2 separate regions of the Drosophila melanogaster genome follow, and region 2 is linked to region 1. A link is a contact called in public Hi-C data. All regions are on one chromosome and are shown on one strand. The core of a region is the stretch at or near the end of the contact, and the rest is flanking DNA. Distances in the headings are between cores, read along the strand shown.

Region 1 (4,180 bases), core at 499-2,998:
CCCCGGGCTGTCTGTTGCCGTGATTGCGTGAGCTCCACTTCATTTGAATATAACGGTGGCAGGCCACTTGGAGCACGTAGGCCCACACAGTGAAAAAATGGCTGAGAATATAGGTTTAATGTAGTTATCAGATTTTAAGATAGACAGCAAATACGTGAGATTATTTAATTGAAACATTTTAGAAAGCATTACTTATTCGTAATACTTTATCTTAAAATTAAAACAAATTTTTAAATTGAACAAGTAGAAAGTGGAAATGCATATTTACACCAAAGAATTGTTCTATATATTTTAATATTAGACTGATATATTATAAAAATGTGTCATCTGCTGTCGCAGATAAGAGACCTTTCTAGATTTAAATATATATGTGGCCTTAATTTAATTAAATTATTTGAATACCTTGAAAATATCACCACCTAGTGACGAATCGCACAGATAAGAGTTTTTTTTGCCAAGCAAAACATTGATGAGCCATCACTTTTGAGTACATTTTTTTTTCACTGTGCGTATTTAGATATTTTTCCGGTTTTTTGTGGTATATTCCACATAAAAAGTGGGCGTTTAAGAAGTAGCAACAAAGGCCCATAGAACTCTAATTAGGTGGCCTATTCTCGTCCAGCTGAAGAGCATTATTTGTGCTGATATAAGCCCCATTGTAATGAGGCGGATTACCAATTTTGGTTGGATTTTTTCTCCGTGCCCAGACTCCTAGACTCCGAAGTGCATTTCAATTGACGCCACACCAAAATCAATTGCAGCATCGTCTGTGGCGGGATCTTTGTGCAATTGGTACCGGGGCTCTGGAATGCAAATAGCGGACACCGCGGCAATTGATGCAGAGTCTCCAACTGGAGGCAGCAGGTCTGCCATCGCCATCGCTATCGTCATAGCCATACCTATATCTGTATCTCCAGCTCTACATATATCCATAGAACCACGGTGATTGACTGTCTGACCGGAAAGCAGATGGAACTAATTCCCGTCGAGCCGAATTAAAATCGCGACCTGAACAAATCCGGAATTATCAGCCCAAAGGCGGAGGCCATCAATGTTGGGAATGGTGGGAAATCAGAAGGCACCGCCTCCGCCAAGTGACTGGCATCTATTGATCCTTGTGAGAGTCACCGCCATATGGTAATTTGTGGGATCGAGGCGCTTGAGTGTACTGTAAAAAACCGTAGTGATTTTCATATGCATTTGGGGCACGCATTTCATTTCATTTCATTTCATTTGATTTCCAGTCCGATCCGAACGCAGCCGATCCAATCTTCTGCGAATGTTAATGAGAAAAATGTAATTTAAAATAATAAATTTGCATACAATTTTCTTTGCGAGTCAATCAATCAAAGGGGAGCAACAAGTAACTCGGAGCCAGAGCCACAGCCATCCCATCCCCTGTGAGCCACCCCCTTTTTGGGGCTAACGAAAAAAATATAAGAAACCCGAGCGTGGACACGAAGGCAGCCGCCACAGATACATTTACAGATACGAATGCGGATTGAGATACTGTATCTGTAGAGAGTGCCGACGCCATAACTGTTATTAAAGCCCCTGTAGAGTCCAATTTGCTCGCTCGTCCGTTTGTCCATGCGTCCGTTTGTCCGTTTGTCCGTTCGTCCGTTCGTCCCGCATTCGCCCACTTGTTGATTTTTGGTTCGGTTCGGGCATGCCCATGCCCATGCCCATGCCAGATGCCAGATATAAAAGCATGGACGCTCAATCTTCCGCCACACAGTCCATCATCACTCGCCACATCTCGAGCAGAACGGAGCTCCACCGAGAATCGACCATATATATATATATTCACATATATATACAGAGCCGAGAGTATAACTGCAACTGCAGCCTGAGTTTTAGTCCAAGTGAAATCGAAAGCCCACCTTAACGTATTCCATTTCCACCGGAAACTCCAGCCGAAGTTCTAGAACTCTAGTGAAAGTGCCAACGAAGCTTCGAGTGAACGTCATCCAAAAAACAAAAAATATGCAGGTACGAATGCTAGTCAATCACTAAATAAGTGTACTAACTATAAGCATATGGCGGGATTTTTGGACAACTATTACAAGCTTAAATGTCTCTGATTATTGGGGAATATATGCATTTGGATCTTTATTTAAATTAATTTTGACTATATACTGCACAGTTCTATGGCTTAATTAAAAAATATTCCATCAAAAACTGAATAATCTTTATAGCGGCAAACGAAAAAAAACCTTTCTCAATAATATATTTTTTATATGTAGGACCGCCTAGAAACCATGATTTAGCAGAAAAGATAGCCCACTTAATTGGGGTTCGGGGTTCAAAACCATCCGTATAACTTATATAGCAGCTTCCTCCGTTTGACTCATCGCCTTGGCAATCGAATGGTATCTCGACTTTGAACATCTTCATACATTTTTGTACCAGTTTCTGATCTTGTGCCATCAATTCATAACTTTTCGTGATGAGAGTGCTAAAAATGAGCAGTTTGATTCCATGTTTGATTCATGTGACGTGGGTACAAAGGGTCAATTCGCAAACGATTTAATTGAAACATTTCATCTTTAATTTAGCACACTCGTGATTTTTAATTGTGCAACAAAAATGATTTGTTATCGCGCTAGGCAACAGACTAGTGGAATACCAACAGACACTGGGGGGATCTCAGTTTTTCTGGGGTAGTCGCCAGTTGGTCTGTAGTTTCCCCTCATATATCGGATCTGTTGTTGTTGTTTTGCTTCCCGAAAGCCGGGCAATAATGATAACTGCAGTATTTGGTCAGCAATGTGCTTTTATACGCCGAAAAACTGGCGGATACTAAGAGTAAACAAAGTCCTCAGTGGCGATCGAGCGTGAGAAGAATGCCAATTGTCAAACAGAACTTAAGCAAAATATTATGAATATTCGTTGCCTGAGATCTGTTTTGACATCTCCACAACCGGAATTTGTCATTGAGAACTGTGCGAACTTGTGCAGTTTGATCTATATTTATAATATCAGCTTATCTGTGCCGATTTCGTTGCTTAAGAGCGGATTCATTTGTATTTCGAGTTATTATTATTATTTAAGCGAGTTATCTTTACATTTTATAACCTAGTACATTCTCGAATGAATATGTGTGACTATACCACTTAATTTACTTCTAGAGGTCAGAATATTCATTCTATCAGTTTTTGCCAGAACTTGAGGACAGATATTTCTTTACCTTCTTTGTAAGGTGGTTCTTGCTAGATCTTCAAGATTGGTTGCAAATGAAGCTATTCTTTCAGATATTGGAGCTATGTTGATACCTTGAAGAAATAGTTAGAAATGCACAAATGCTAAGCCCTAGATGGCCATGGGTTAATCCGATCTGCATTTCGCCGGCTGTTGAGTCAGTTTTTTGGCTTAGAAAAAAGTGGCTATGCATTTAGTGTCGCGTCAGCTGGAGACCTCCGCCATTGGTTTTTAGTTTTAGGTTTTAAGTTTTCCAAGTGGAGTGCTGGCTACGTGATCCGCCGAACATCTCCATCTCCATATCCACATCCACATGCACTTTTTAAAGCCGGCTTCCAACCAGAATTGCTTACATGCTTATTCACTTTTTTTGAGCCTGACGTTGCGCTGGTCACGCAGGCACTTGCCACACCTTCGCCCACAACCCCCCTCGCAACAGCCCCTAGGAACCACTATCGTTCGATTCTGAATCGAAATCAATTCACAAGCAATTAATAATCAGATCGCTTTTGTAATAAATTGCAATTTTATTAAATGCGAATAAAAAAGACTAAGCAAAAAAAAAATTGTTGCCTTCGACTTTTTCGCAATGAAATTAGTTTGTGTCGGTGGTGGGTGGGGGGGAGAGGAGGGGGTGTCGAAGGAAGTAGTATGGTGGGGGGAGAGAGGAGGAGGGGTCAGGGCGGAGAGTCGCGAGTTCAAATGCGTCACAATCTCAATTTTATTCGCAATATTCCAATTAGCATGCGATCGATAAGAGAGAGCGCATACGGCTCTTTCTCTGCCAACGTCGCTGCTTCCCATCTGTGTGAGTATGGGTGAGAGTGAGCGTGTGTGAGTGAGAAAGAGAGAGAGACGAGCCCCCAACTGATGCTGTGTGTTTATCCACTCACACATACACACGCACTCACACAGTGGGGCACTCAATTATGCTGCACACTAATGAATCGCTGGAATATCAATTGCGCACACACACTAA
Region 2 (4,180 bases), core at 738-3,237, 3.6 Mb before region 1:
ATTTAATAGAAATTCAATGGAAATCAATTTCTGGGATTTATTCGCGCGCGCATAACACAAACAAAATTCATAAAGCCGCAGCTAGTTTTCGTTTGCGCCCGAATTGATGAGTTTTACTGTACTAAAATCCAGAAAAATTGGGAAATATTGATTCGTTGAAATGTTGTTGGGTTTGAATTTTAGTGCGAACTGTTGTTATTAAATGTTCAAGAATAATGTTCTACTAATAAATAGCTTGTTTTTCAACTTTACAACAGTTTGCTGCTTCTCGTAATTCACGCGACTTTTCCCGGCCGAGGTGGAAACCTAACTGGAAGACCAACTGTATGTTACCGCCAAATTCGCAGACAGTTTGTGCTTGGGTCACCCTGCTTGGGTTATTATTTCGATCTCCAATGTTAATGTTAATGTTATTAACAGTAAGCTCGTTCTCTCTGAAATAAATGAATGAAGAAGTTACCAAGGCAACCGAATAAAACAGAGTCTGCAAAGAATGTCTTAACAGCTAGCTATTCTCTTAATAACAGTGCAACAACAGTAAAAAAAATATGCTTAAAAGTATGCTAAGCATTTTGTTAAACAATCGTTTTTATGTCATAAGATCAGATCGTGAAACCTAAATTTAACAAATTAAATGAAAGAAACGTCTTGAACGTATACATTTAAGTGATTTTATAGAGACTTTTTTTTTAGCTTATAGCATTTAGTCAATAGCTTAGTTAACTGCACAAGAGTCTATAATAATAAAAGTCTATAAATACATTAAATTCGTTAACATGTTTTCAAATGTAGAAATGTTAATGATTTGGCGCGCCAAGAAATTTGAAAAATGTAGATTGTATTTTACAAGAAAATATGAAAAAGTATATTAAAAAGATAAAGTTTATTTTTGTTCTTCTTTTAGTTAAATAGATTGCATCTTAGTATTCATTATAAATATTATTCCAAATGTCTTAAAATTAATTAGTTTTTATATTTTATCATGAGTAAGAAAAGGGTTTTTTTCCAGTGCAAATTTTGTTCAACGAAACTAATAATATCGGTTGAGAAATGGAAATTGTTTTACCATTCCCCCTTCTAAGGAGGCATTAGCATTCGTTCCTCCGCTGACTAATCCCCGGCCTAATTCCCATACCTTATGTGGTATCTATATTGGGGAGACAGCTTGCCAATCAATTTGATTGCGCTGCGCTGATGTTTGCCCCTGTTTATCTAGCTTAGGGGAAGGATTTTCAAGCTTTTATCATAACAGAAGTGCTTTAATTCCCTTTGATGAACATTTGTACATAACCCCCTTTTGACAAAGAACTCCATAGCTTACTGATTTCGAAAAGCATGACCCAAAACTTAAGGTCATATCATTTTACTAGTAGGAATTTAAGTATTTAAACTAAAATTGGAAGTCATCTAAAACTATTTTTAAATGTAAAAATATTAAATATTTTATGAACCACATTTAATGTGTTTTTATTCATATCAATATATTTAAATAATTTTATAATTTAAATGATTTATGATATTTATTTATTTATAGACGTAAAATATTTGATGGAATCCTTCTGCAACCTGACCCCTAGCTACTAAAATAGAAATACGGCGATTAGTCAGAGTCGTTCGTAGTGGGTACTTAGTATAGATTTCTATTTTTATGGCCCCACGATCCACTGTTGCCATGTGCGCATGCCCCTGCGACTCTCCGTTACATAAGGCTTATATAAGAGGGCCATGCGAGCGAGCGAGATGGACATATGCCGCTTGGCTCTCTCGCTGCTTCTCCGCAACTAGCCCCCTCACGCTCTGGCCCCCTGAATGGCTCCAGTGAAGATAAAGACCACGTGATTACATTCTGCCGGCTGCACCAAAAAGAGAGAGCGAGAGAGCAGAGTGAGAATGAGTACTTGAAGTTGCTCTTATTTTGATTTCCAATTTATGTCCCAATGCTCCCCCGCGCCGCCATCGAAATGATTTAATCTTTTGGAAAATAGTTTCAGTTACGCGTTGTTGCTGCGACCGTGTGTATCGGTAATCGGTTTTCAAACACTTGCAATCGATAGGAGGACACAGAGTGTGCAATGAGCGAGCCCAAGGAGAATATCATGGACTTATCCGTGCGAGGTAAGTGGTAGCGTAGGCACCTGTCCATTGCCCCCTTGCCCCTCTCACCGAATCATCGAAAGCCCCAACAAAGGTAACACGTGCATTGGCGAGAGTGCGAATCGGTTTTGTTTGCTCTGCCTCTCACTCACACTTTGTGCGCGAAAAAGAGAAAGAGCTCAAGAGAGCATTGTGGGGGCGTGTGATAGTAAGCTTTTGCACGGTTTTATTTATTTTTTTGTTTTCTATTTTGCCGTGGTTAAGCCCGCCATGTGACAAATTATTTGATTTTGTCTTCAGATTGCTACAAATTGGTTTCTTTGATTTTCTATTTTTTTTTGCTATTTCCATTTCTATGGTGATTTTTTATTTACCTAGCGGCGGAGCCTTAAGCAAATAGTAGCTTATGTACGCACACGCAAAATTAGAGTGCTTGTATATTGTGTTCGGCCTTCAATAGAAACGTCACGAGGTACAGTGGATCGAGACTAAGAGGTACCTGAATTAGGAGTGGCTAAAGGATTTCGAAGGATTTTTGTAGCATACTTTCACACACTAAATTGGGGGATCTGAAGATAGAGAAGCTGAAACAAACTTTTAATTTTTTTGCTTTAGTCTTAAAATTTATATATTTATAAATACCCAGTGCAGCCGTACTCAATAGCAATGAATAATTCGGAATTTACACAGCATGCCGTCATTAATTAGTACAATCCAGATGCCGCCTAATTGATATATTGTGGACCCCGCCCAGGAAACCCCCAAGCCCAATCAGGTTCCCACCCCTCCGACCACTTAGCCACTCCACCGAACGACTTCCCCGAGATAAACTAGTATTTACCAACCCGATCACCTGCGATCGATATGCATAGGCCCCAAAACTGACCCCGTTGGATCTTGCGTCGGCACTTGAGGCCTTTGATATCAGACTAATCAAATGTTGGGGTGCTCGATAAAATAGCGTGGATTCTTGGATTGAGCTCATTTCCCCCTATCCAGTACTCAGTTTTGGGTTGCCATGATGGACTGCTGTCCAGAATTGGTGAAATAGAAACGACGACGTCGTCGTCGACAGTTGTCGCCATTCCATAATCACAATCAATTGCACTGTCATCGTTGTCGCCGGCTTCGTTATCAGGAGGAAAGGAAAGACGAGGTTACCAGGCGACTATAAATATTTACCCTCATGATATAGTTGGGCCGCATAAAAAGTGAGTTGTGGCTGTGCGGATGGTGATTACGATGATTATGGTGTGGATGTAGGCAGGGGCTAGTTTTAATTATAAACATTTACGACACACAGTCACACAGTTGCCATCCCATTGCTCATTTTTAGAGGGCTTGAAAAGACGACCATGCATATAATAAAGATTCCATTTGTTCTCGAGCCTTTTACTTGTGAGAAACTTTAGATTTAATTATCTATATTTACAGAATGCATTTTGTAAATAATATATTGCATTTGTTTTAATCAGACAGGGAAAGTCCATAGATCTTAGATATTGGTTCATAAGCTAAAAAATTATGAACCTGAAAAATAATAATAATGAAAAGGATTCCATTTTCATAGTTCTAATATGCAACGACAAATTTTATAGTATTATTAATACCCACAGCTTCTGATAAGCCTCTCGTTGCACGCCCTTTTTTCAGTGCACCTGTTGTACCCTGATATTCATTATTTTCTAGCAACTTCTGGATCGAATCGACAAAGCTCTCATTAAAAGCTCGCGAGAGTGCGAGACTCACGATCGTGTTTTCCCCACAGAAACAACTCTCACGATCTGGGGTTCGGTTGTTTTTTTTTTCCAGCGATCGGATCACATGGTCAGGTCGGGGATTTAGTGGCTGTCTTAGAACCTCCAAGTTCCATTCACTCTGCTCCGGCTGATAAGATCGCAACGCACGCTTCTGGGCGTGGAAATTTTACTGATGCAAAACGCAATTCGAAAAATGCCACCCAAAACCAAAACAATCGCCATATGTCGTAGCTTGGGAGGCTGATCCAGCAGGCATTATCTGGTTTAAAACGACTCAATAATCTGTTCTTAAAATCGGGTCACCAAACACGCGACTAACCTGAAGC

The links. A called contact is a pair of places that touch in the nucleus more often than the background predicts.
Region 2: a contact with region 1 is called in a Hi-C map of the Kc167 cell line, with 2.0 times the contacts expected there.

Annotation. Positions count from the first base shown.
Region 1 is chr3L:4,233,715-4,237,894 of dm6, reverse strand. It overlaps ImpL2 (Ecdysone-inducible gene L2), which reads left to right and starts at 1,748. Exons shown (of 3, transcript NM_079197.5): 1 at 1,748-1,992. The coding sequence starts at 1,987.
Region 2 is chr3L:7,865,176-7,869,355 of dm6, reverse strand. Pdp1 (PAR-domain protein 1) reads left to right here and starts at 1,987. Exons shown (of 5, transcript NM_168233.3): 1 at 1,987-2,115. The coding sequence starts at 2,073. It overlaps CG32365, which reads right to left and starts at 314. Exons shown (of 5, transcript NM_168240.2): 1 at 253-314.